Regions from separate parts of the Drosophila melanogaster genome. Here region 1 is linked to region 2. Evidence: chromatin contacts called from public HiChIP or PLAC-seq data. All regions are on one chromosome and are shown on one strand. The core of a region is the stretch at or near the end of the contact, and the rest is flanking DNA. Distances in the headings are between cores, read along the strand shown.

Region 1 (5,112 bases), core at 603-3,102, 120 kb after region 2:
ATTTCATATATAATAATATTTAAGCACTTAATTTACCAAAAATGTGTAATATGCACTATTAGGTTCATTAAAATAACGACTTGAAAGAACGAGTTATCCATATGCTGAACAAATTTCGATCAGGTATATTCTGCATAAATGGGAATAAAATTTCAACCCCTTATAAAACAAACATTATTGCAGAAATTCGTCAAGCAATTCAGGTTTAGTTTCAAAACAAAACCTATGCAATTCCGATCATGAACATTCCTGTTGCTTGGAAACTTCAACCCTCGACTTTTAAATTTGGTTTTAAAAGTATGTGTATGAATCATAAAACCTCCCACTTGCTCCATACGACACAATTGTTTAAAAACAAAAGCACACGAATACCCATCAACGAATCGACCGAACGTTCGCGCATGACCCCCGATTACAGGGTATCACAATAGCAACAAGCGGCAAATAACTGGAACGCAAAACACACACATATACCGACACTCGCTTCATCTCGTTCGTACTTACGTGGATAGTCGGGATCCTCGTACTTGGTGGCAGCACTGCCATCGTCTGCGTTGCCCGTTTGCACGGATGCCGCCGAGCCGGATGGCGATCCCGATGCTACTGATGCCGATCCAGACGCCGGATTGGATGGCTTTATGTTCACCGCGGCTATGGAGCCGATGCACTGCGACACCGATCCCTCAAAACAGCCCGCTTTGGAGGTCGGGATATAGACCCCGAAATAGGTCGACATCTCTGCGTAAAATGGCGGATGCACTGCAAGGTAAGCGGTTAAAATGGTTTGACATCAACACCAAATAACAGGCAACTTCTTCACAACTCCGTGAAAAAATGTAAAGTTCCGCTGATGGCAAGCGAAGGCAACGGTAAAAATAGGGTAACATCAACCACAAAATGCCAGGAACTCTACTGTCCCGTTTTGTTGTTGTTTTCGGCTGCACTCCTCCACTCGCACGCACACAAACACAACAACGCAAAAAAAAAACGGAAAAAAAACAGCACACGCACATCAACAACCAGCGACGCGAACTCACGAGACCTGGAAGACCCAACGAATCGGCGGAATCACAAACATATATCTTGTTATTCTTACCTTTTAGCACAAAGGGCACAATACATGAAACAAAACCCAATAATCTTAAGCGTCTTTCAAACAAAATGTGCACAAACGAAATTAAATTAGAGGCGGACTGTCAGCGAATCTAGGTGTGGAGTAATATCGATAAAAAGTATCGTATGACTAGCTGACTATTGCAGTCAATTTCGAATTGCAGATCAAATTGAAATATTCTAAAACACTTGCATGAAAATTACGCGAGATTTATATACAAAGCTATAGCGATGATTGGATATCGGAAATTCAAATTGATTGTTACACAGAGGGATTCAGACATGAGAAGTGACACTTTATTTTAAGTCTTAAAAGGTATTTTGGTTGTAAGTTAGTATTACGTTATTCATAAAACGTACAAATGAGGCATTCCCCCAACTTTCCTCTTAATCATATAGCCAAGCAAAACATTTGATGGTTTGAGTCAAGGGTGCTATCAATACCACTGGTATTTTCTTAGTATTTTGTAACATTTTTAAATGCACCGCCTTGAATTTAGTCCTCTTAATTTGTTCATTAACTTTGGCCACTCACAAGCCTAGCTTAAAGTTAGTAACAGTTGCCCTGCTTATCCGCTTCTATCCCTTTTACACTTTTAAATACAGTTTGAATTTCATACGTTGGTTTGGGTCTATGGTGAATTGGTTGACGATTGGTATCTTTTTGGTATTTTATAAGGCTCCCCATTTAACGGTGGGGATTTTTCGGACATATTTCAACGACCGTCGACGGCTGCAAACATAACGTTCGTGGATTTCGTGGGGAATAGCGGTCGACTCGCGCGGTCTCATTTTTTTAACGTGCTTGTGTTGTGTGTGTGAATGTGTTTGGCGTGCGGCTAACACTGTTGTTGTCGAATTGTTGTTGTTGTTGGTAAAAACTTGCGCGCCATTACTAACAGTAAATTAAAGGAGTATCACTGCTAAAAAAAAAAAAATTGAATACACGCAAATTTGAAAGCTGCGACCCAAAAAGGTTTGTTTAAGTCTTCTAGTCAATTGTCTGATTATATTTTGTTCCCTTTTTCCTTTTTTTTGGTAGCTCAGGGATACACATACCCAGCAGGGGTGTGTTTTCCTGCGTGCGGGTGTATGCGTGTTTGTTTGTGTGTTTTGAACCTGTCCTCTTATTCTTGGCTAAAAATCAATAAAATAAAGCAAAAGTCGAAACAACAAAAGCTGCAGGTCCTTTCAATCCATGTGTACGTGTGTGTGTGTGTGAAAAGGGTACTGATATTCAGTGGATTTTTTTTGCACTCAGTAAGCAGCTGCAATAACTAAATAAATAAAAGACCGTTAAACGAGGCTCACTTAGTTAGTCGAGCATGGCCAAAAAGCCCGAGTTGCCAATTGCCAATTAGAAGCCCAAAACAAACGAAGATACAGTGAGGCACGACTAACGGTAATTAGGCGATTACCCCCTGTAAATTGCACCTGCATTAACCGTTCGTTTTGCAAAACATTTCCCGTTTCAAATGGCCAAGCTAATTGCCATTTTAAAGTGCCCAATTGTTTTCGATTTTCGCATTCGTTCCTGATCTACTAATCCCGAATTGATTGCCACCAATTGATTCCAATTTTAAATCCTTCCTCTTTTTATTATCAATCATTATATATAGTATTATCAATGTTAATTATATACAGATATTTTCAATTTATAGCGACTTATGACGATCGAATCCTCTTTCTTAGAACAAAAACTTTTCATAAGTTTTGATAGTTTTAGTAACTTTTTGTTGTGTCAAGTATTAATCATTACGCAAATAAAATATGTTTACAAAATATAAATTCGTTATGCCAATAGAGAATGAACTTCGAAGTAAATCACAAATTTTGCTTAGTGATTCGAATTACTTAACTCTAGGATTCCGAAACTTTTAAGATTATTATTTGTTATCCCCTCTTAATTAAATTTGCCACCATGAGTGTTGCCACATATAACTCATTAAATGATAAGAAATATTTGAACCGACTAACTCAACGGTATGTGTAATTACTTTTCCATTATATTGAGTACTAACAATGATAGCATTGAATGGCATTATCTATTAGCCGCTATCCACTGTAGTTGGCCGCACTTTGGTGTTAAGTGATCTATGATAAAGCGAGTTAACCCCGTAGCAAAAGCGTCGAAACAATAATCGCAAGACCCCATATTAATAGTAATGGCGATTTTATCTCTTGGCCCGGTGTTTTGCTATTATTTTCTTAACAGTTAGCGGGCAGCATACTGTTTTTTTGTATAATTTTTTAATGCCTTTCCTAACTGGATTGGCAATTGCGCCTGGCTGTATATTAAATCATTTACACTTTGCCAGCTGCCATGCACTGATTCTGATACTCCGCCATTCACCTCGCTGTCTTTTGTTTGGCTCTTTCTTTTCTTCAATATGTGCCATATACAATAGGTATATTAATTTTTATTTTTATCAGCTTTGGCTTTATCTAATCGGAGGCATCCCATAGCTGAATGACTCATATAGTCGAGCGATATTTTTGCCATATTTATATACGTATATATGAAGTGCAGTTGAGCTGGCTATCAAGTCCAAGTGCAGTCTCAATTGGCTGATTAACATTTTCGCTGTTTCGCTGGACTCTACTGCCTACCTGCCTATATCTATGCCCCTCTCTTTCCACACGGCTCTAGCCCTCTCTTTCGCCACGCTTGTCTATAGAACTTAAAGTCGTTAAACCAGTTTATGACTGGCCGGGCATAGAGGCCATGCGTTAAGTAAGTAGAATCAACAGACTCTGAATCAGCTGCGGATCTTACGGCCATAGCTACTGTGGCTGTGTTGATTACCTGTAAAAAATGCGAGATCATTGGTATATAAGCCAGATGAAATCCCTATATAGTTATGCTCAATCTCATCTAACTCAGGATCTATATCACATAGAGACATCCATTTTGGGATGCTAGTAGATGTGTCTCTAAAGTTTTACATAGGTTTCTGAAATGTACGAATTTTCCTATTTTCACCTAGATGGCATTTATTTAATTTCTATTAATTTAATTATCTATTTTATGACAATTTATCTAAGTGAAATTACCTAGATTTAAATTTATTGAAATATATTTTCTGTGGAGTTATGCTGTTAAGAGGTATCTTCAGGTCGTAAAGGTGCAGTAGAGCGTTCTTAATAGCCGTTTCTTTGTTACCATGTGTAGAGTTAAGAAAGTGCGGAAGAGAAAGGGGGGAAAGAAGCGGGCTGAATTCAGTTTATATGGTTGGGGGAAGCGTGCCAGTGGATGCAACTTCCTCATGTATGTGCGTTTAATGAGCGGCGGCCATAAGCGTATTTTACAAAGTTCAATTTAAAATTCCATTACGAGGCGTGGCAGAGCGTTACATACATCCAATAATTGAAGTCATCGAATTGGGTTTCCCCCGCCTTGGCCCTTGGATTCTGGGCCCTGACAAATTGCGATTGGTAGCCCAATAGTTAAACACAAAAATCATATTTGAATTTAGGCCAATGTCAGATGAGGGGAGGTTGGGGTTAACGGAAAACGAAATAATTGACCAGAAACAATGATCGGAAACATGATTAAACATTGAGTGATCAATGGGGCAAGTACACACATATGTACATAAGTTGCCGGCGGCGAGGATGGAAGCTTCACTTTGAGTCTCCAATTTCAAGTCTTCAACAGCTGCGCCCGATATTTACCTCTCTTGGGACTGGAGTATCGTTTTTTCTTTATTTTTTTTCATTATGCCAACCATTATTTGCTTAGTGGTAAATACATATTTGTATGGTAGTTTACTTCACACTTCCTTATTGGCTCGACTTTGAACTTGGCATCTTCGCGAAGATCGTGGGCCTTTTGACCTTCCCGCTTCTCTAGGATCGATCGCTTCAAGGTCGCCTGTTTACCCGATGACCCAAATGCCGACATATAATGGATGATTTCCATGCAACAAAACATATCTCACATCGGGGGGGAAATAAAACGAGAAATAATATAAACAACTTATGCATTCAACGGATTGC
Region 2 (5,268 bases), core at 108-2,607:
TTAACGCTAATAAGCTGGACTGGCTGGGAGCTGCGGTGCAATGTGCTTTCGTTTATGTAATGGGCCATCTCGTCATTATCAGCCGACTCGCTTATTGGGCATTATTATTCATTACTGATAGCATCAATTTGGCACGCCTGCGAGTCTTTCTCGGCGAGTTTTTTCTCTGGCCCTTACGCAAAACTAACGACCAGACTCAAATATATAACTGAAATGAAATATGTGGGTCAATTGACGGGTAGGAGCTTTCAGCGGATTCCAATTGCTTGGTATCCTGGCTCAGAACATCCTTCAAGCTTTCGACACAACGACAAGATAAGCTAAATTGACAAACTTTAAGCTCTTTTGCAACGCAGGGTTTGAATTTGGGCTTCAACTTTAGCGTAAACTTACGCAATCTCTAGGGAACACCGCACTGCCATTTTAAATGCATCCAATACTTGGTAAGGTATTTCCTTTTTAGCTACAATATTATAAATGCATTACAAACTTTCGCTTTTTGGCCCTTCAATGTGCATTGTCATTTGAGGTTATTTAAAGTGCATAGATGCAACTAAAGCTTAACTGTGCATAAAAAATCAACAAGCTGAAAGTGAGCTTCCGGCTTAAATTATTGCTTAAATAAATTGCTAATTGTATCAAGTTTAAATACATACCATTCTTAAATTGCAAGTTATTAGTTCTAATAGGGCTATGAGCAAAATAAAATATTTAGGATTTTTGGCAATAAAATGTTGTGAAAAAATTATTTATGAAAAATACCACTAAATTTTGTGACAATAAAAACACAACAATAAAAATAGTTGTCCTAATATCAAATGCCATATGTTGTTAAATTCGATAAAAAATTTTCCCATCGATTAGCAGTCAAATATAATATTATATAAAAAAATATTATTTTAAAGAGGTCAATAAACGATTGTAAATTTTGGGTGAGCTTGGTCCAGTTAAGGAATTCTCAGAATAAAACAAGACTTTCTTCCCCACAACAACGAAATGAATGCCTAAATACGAAATTTCATATCTCAATGGACGTGTTTTAAAATTTGCATTCCAAAGTCTTCCACTTATAAAAATCAGAAAATATAAACATAATTAAGTAGTTTTGGAAATCAATTGAGTAGTTAGAATGATCGTTAATTTAAACGATTATAAAAAAGTCATTCGAAAATATTGTATTTATATTTATTTTTTTTATATTTTTTTATTGGTTATCTTTTGAATTAATAATAAAGTCTTGATAGTAATTCGTCAGTATCATGAAACAGCATAATTAAATTTACATTGTTGGTCTTCCGTTTTTGAGGCTGTAAAACTGTATGGTCAACCAAAGATTTAACAGTGACTGTCAAACTTTATTACAGGAACGCCCCAAAATTATGCTGCATATTTTTAAAGCAATAGCCGCGCTTTTCAAACAATCGCCAAATATGTAATAATGAAATCGAACCTAACGACTTCAAAGACCAAATAAAAACGCATAATATATATATTTTTTTTATATTTTAATACATTTTCTTTGTTCTTGAATACATACAATGCTCTTGTTTTAATTTTTTTTTGTTGTATAACACCGACAAAGCAACTGGCTCGCTGTGGATAGATAATTCACAGACGATGCCGAATAATATGCCATCCAAGTACATGTACATTTGGGTTTCCCGGGGAACCCGTAAATATGTGTGATATATAGGTAAATATATTATTTTCATATATGTCGATGAGTGCGTTAACGCGTATGTGTGTGTGTGTGTGTGTGTAAATATGCACAATGATATAAAAAGTTACATAATTGCATTATGCCTGACTTCTATATGTGTATCCAAAAGATATCGTTCACAAAAAATATCTTCGATAAAACATTCTGTTATTTTGTTTTTTTTTTTTTATTATTTTTAGCTAAATATTCATGTTGCACACACGCACATGTATATTTCATAAATGTAAATCGTATATAAGTATGTTTTTGTGTGTATATAAGATATTCCTTGTTCGCTTCATTACCTTTGTATATTTAAGTTTACTTGACAGACAAAAAAACACTTGTTTTTTATTTCTTGTTTGCTTGTTGTAAATGTTCACAAATACAGGCATTAGAGTACTACAAATGGGGTTTATCCATAAAGGGGAAGTACGTTAAATATTAATTTCGTTATAATACATACATAAGGAAAGTGCTGCCAGCTGCCTCAGAGTTTTCGCTTCGAAAAGCTTGAGAAAAACCGATAAGAAGTGCTGCACATGGTCGTAGAATGGGCCAAATAACCATTTGCATTACCATGTCGCACTCCATCCACAAGTCCTGCTCCTTCGACAGTTTCCCGGATAACTAAACAATGCATTATTGTTTTGCTTTATCTCTTATTGTACAGACAACATCATTTCCCCCTAGCTTGTTGGCTTGGCCGCTCTCTTGTGTGTGTGCTTCATCGCTTATCATCTAGTTTATATCCTATGTAACATAGTATGCTTACAGAACTAACGAAAAAAAAAAACTTGTATATTTGGATATTCAGTTATGAACTACATACGAAAAAAAAAAAACATTTCCCTAGGGCTAAGTTTCACATTCTAACGCAAGAATCGAGAACAAAAAGAGATAGTTGGCTGCTCAAGTTTGAGAAAACACTTGACTAAACACTAGGTTTCTTCAGAAACATTCGCTATATATACACCCCTGTGCCCACTACAGGTTCCAAATCTGATTCAAACTCAGCTTTTCCCGAAAGCTAGCAGATTTTAAGCATTCATATTGAAAAAGTGCAGTTATATGTGATTAACTAAGAAATTAACGATGTTCAACTTCGATACCAAAATTATTGGAAATGATCAAAACGAAAGCGTTTTCCTACACGGAAACCTCCATGAAAATGATGGTTTTGCAAAATATTACAACAACATTAAAGTTTAGCGAATAGATGAAATTTATAAACCATATGTATATACGGTTCTACAACAAGAAGATAGTTTTGAAATGGGAAAAATAAAATCAGTACAGTTTATCCAAAGATCTGTACATTTGAAAATATTTTGTTTAGCAAACACTGGAGCTTTGGGGCTAAATGGTTCTCCGATTCGGATTGGAATCGTAAACAGGGCGCTAATAAATATATTCGATATTCCGGCTTACGACAAGCGCAAAAGAAATCAAGTGATTTAGGTGGCCGCCGGTTTTTGAGCCTAAACGTAAGTCTATGTGCTACAAACTAAATTTCGAAAAACAATGTACACGCGAATCTAGAACTCCTTGAGGCTGCCGCCGCGCTTTAGCTTGGTCAGTCGCTTCAGACTGGCACCCAACATGCCCCCCGATCCGCCAGCACCTGACAATCCGCCTGATCCGTAACCGCTTCCTCCATCGCTGCCGGCACTGCGATCCCGCTGAATAAAGGATCCCCGGAACCGGACCCGTCCACGGCCACGACGCTGCGCCTGCTGCAGCTGCTGGTGCTGCTGATGCTGCTCGCCCACGCGGCGCCACAGCTCGGTTAGCGGTGGATGGTGCTGGTGGGGATGCTGCTGAAGGGTGCAGCAGCACACCAGCTCCTGCGATTATAACTTCTTCTCCCAGACAACGATGTGGGCGTCATTGGAGTTGGCCGTCAGCGGTGAGCAGCTGGGATTACCCGACTGCATTGTTTGGCCACTGAATCCGGAGCCACTGCCTCCGCCGCCGCCGGAGCTGCTGTTCTTATGGCTGGGCGAACCACCCGCCCCGTTGTACCACATCTGGCGCCAGTAGCCGCGTCCGCCCATCAGGGTGATCACTGTCCTTGGTCCGTCGGCGTTCTGTTGCTGCTGCTGCTTGGAGTTCTGCTTCTGTTTTCGCTTTAAAGTGGCCACCGCGGCGGCTGGCTTGTCCAGTCCCGAGTTCCCTGCGCCGAGTCGGCTCATCTCATCTGGCTTGGCGGAGCTATTCAGCTGCTGTTGCTGCTGCTGATGGTGATGGATGTCCGCCGTGGTCATGAGGCCGTTCTCTGATATGTTGCCCAGATCACTGCCTGTGCCGGATGTCTTGTGGCTGGCACTGCTGCTGTTGCGGGACACAGAACGTCCGCCAAAGTGCCGGATGCCCATGCTCTCTTCGCTGCCCGACGATGTATACAGACTGGAGGACTTGGAGTCCACCGACCAGTTTGAGAGGTCCAACGACCTTGGTCGCGATGCCTTCATGCGCAAACGTCTATCCAGGGTGCACACCTTGCCGGGTATAGCTGCCAATTCTGGATCAGAGCGTCTCATACCCTCATACATCATGTCCATTAGGTTGCCCTGATTGCCCTCCTCCGCATCGTAGTCCTCCTTCACGAATATCAGCTTGCCATACAGGCCGTAAACGTCGCAGATACCGTGCTCGCCATGCTGCGAAGTGTTACCACTGGCTGTTCCCGATCCTGCTGCACTTGCTCCTCCTGCTCCGCTGCCGGCTGCCGCGGCTCCCAGGCCACGGGGTAAAGTTTTGGACATTCTATTCGGATCATCGCGGAAACGCTTGCGGTGGAAAGCCGGCGAATTTGCCAGCGAAGCGCGTATTTTTGCAGTAAAACTCTGGTCCAGCGAATTCTGCTTGTCCAGTTTGGAGCTGCGCGGTGATGAGGCAGTTGAATCTGCTCCGGGATTACTGGACGACATCTCTTCCTTAGCAAGGTCACGACGCAACACCACGGCCCCGTCGTCCAACTCCTGGATCTTTGGATCCGCATCAATGGCCGGCAGCTGGAGGTCATCTCCCATGCTGGGTACCAATGGAGCTGCACCCACGGTCGGTGGCTTGTAGGCGGGATAAACCTTTGGAATCAGTGGCAACAAAAAGGTGATGGGTCCAAAGTGCGCGTGACAGGACATGTTGATTCCACCGCTGATGATGGGCACTCCCTCCAGACGGGGCAGTGGAATGGTCACCGCAATACCCACATTGGTGCCCACCCACAGCAAACCCTTGCAGGCCATCAGGGCGGTCACATACACCGAGCTATTGTTCAGCGGCTGCTCCTTTTTGCCATCGTGTCGCAGTACACTGGATGCTATGTTGATGTCCTGCAGATGCTTAAACGTCTCCGTGTGGTACAGGCACAACATTGTCGAGTTTTTCAGCGAGATCCACAAACCGATGCCGGAGTGGGCCATTAGATTCACCTGCTGAGTGGCCCCGTGCTGCACTTCAAAGCTGCGCTGGATCTCGCCGTTCAGGGCGTTCATAACGTACACTCGGTTGCCGCACGAAGCGTAGATGCACATGTTGATCGGCAAAAGGCTGGGCACCACCAG

What was found. HiChIP or PLAC-seq counts read pairs in DNA pulled down with a chosen protein or histone mark.
Region 1: an RNA polymerase II HiChIP or PLAC-seq map of the Kc167 cell line shows a contact between it and region 2, with 4 times the contacts expected there. The contact joins the promoter of CG12991 here to the enhancer-like site in region 2. A contact is called at or near these places in 4 of 107 Hi-C or Micro-C datasets (the D17-c3 cell line, the Kc167 cell line, the S2 cell line and 1 more) and 1 of 6 datasets of contacts at active chromatin or transcription factors (the Kc167 cell line).

The regions. Positions count from the first base shown.
Region 1 is chrX:17,578,009-17,583,120 of dm6, forward strand. It overlaps CG12991, which reads left to right and starts at 1,853. Exons shown (of 6, transcript NM_001272721.1): 1 at 1,853-2,089. Ankle2 (Ankle2,) reads right to left here and starts at 1,221. Exons shown (of 10, transcript NM_132993.3): 1 at 1,097-1,221; 2 at 505-759. The coding sequence starts at 736. It also overlaps asRNA:CR44124.
Region 2 is chrX:17,454,669-17,459,936 of dm6, forward strand. CG43658 reads right to left here. Exons shown (of 9, transcript NM_001272714.2): 9 at 1,889-5,268. The coding sequence ends at 3,553. Among named protein-coding and RNA genes, the nearest start is that of CG8568, 4.8 kb to the left of the region's middle. Within about 2 kb of position 1,358, at least 10 of the 39 cell types and tissues checked have an H3K27ac peak or open chromatin away from gene starts, as enhancers often do. A contact at or near this core is called in the Kc167 cell line and the S2 cell line, where this site is marked.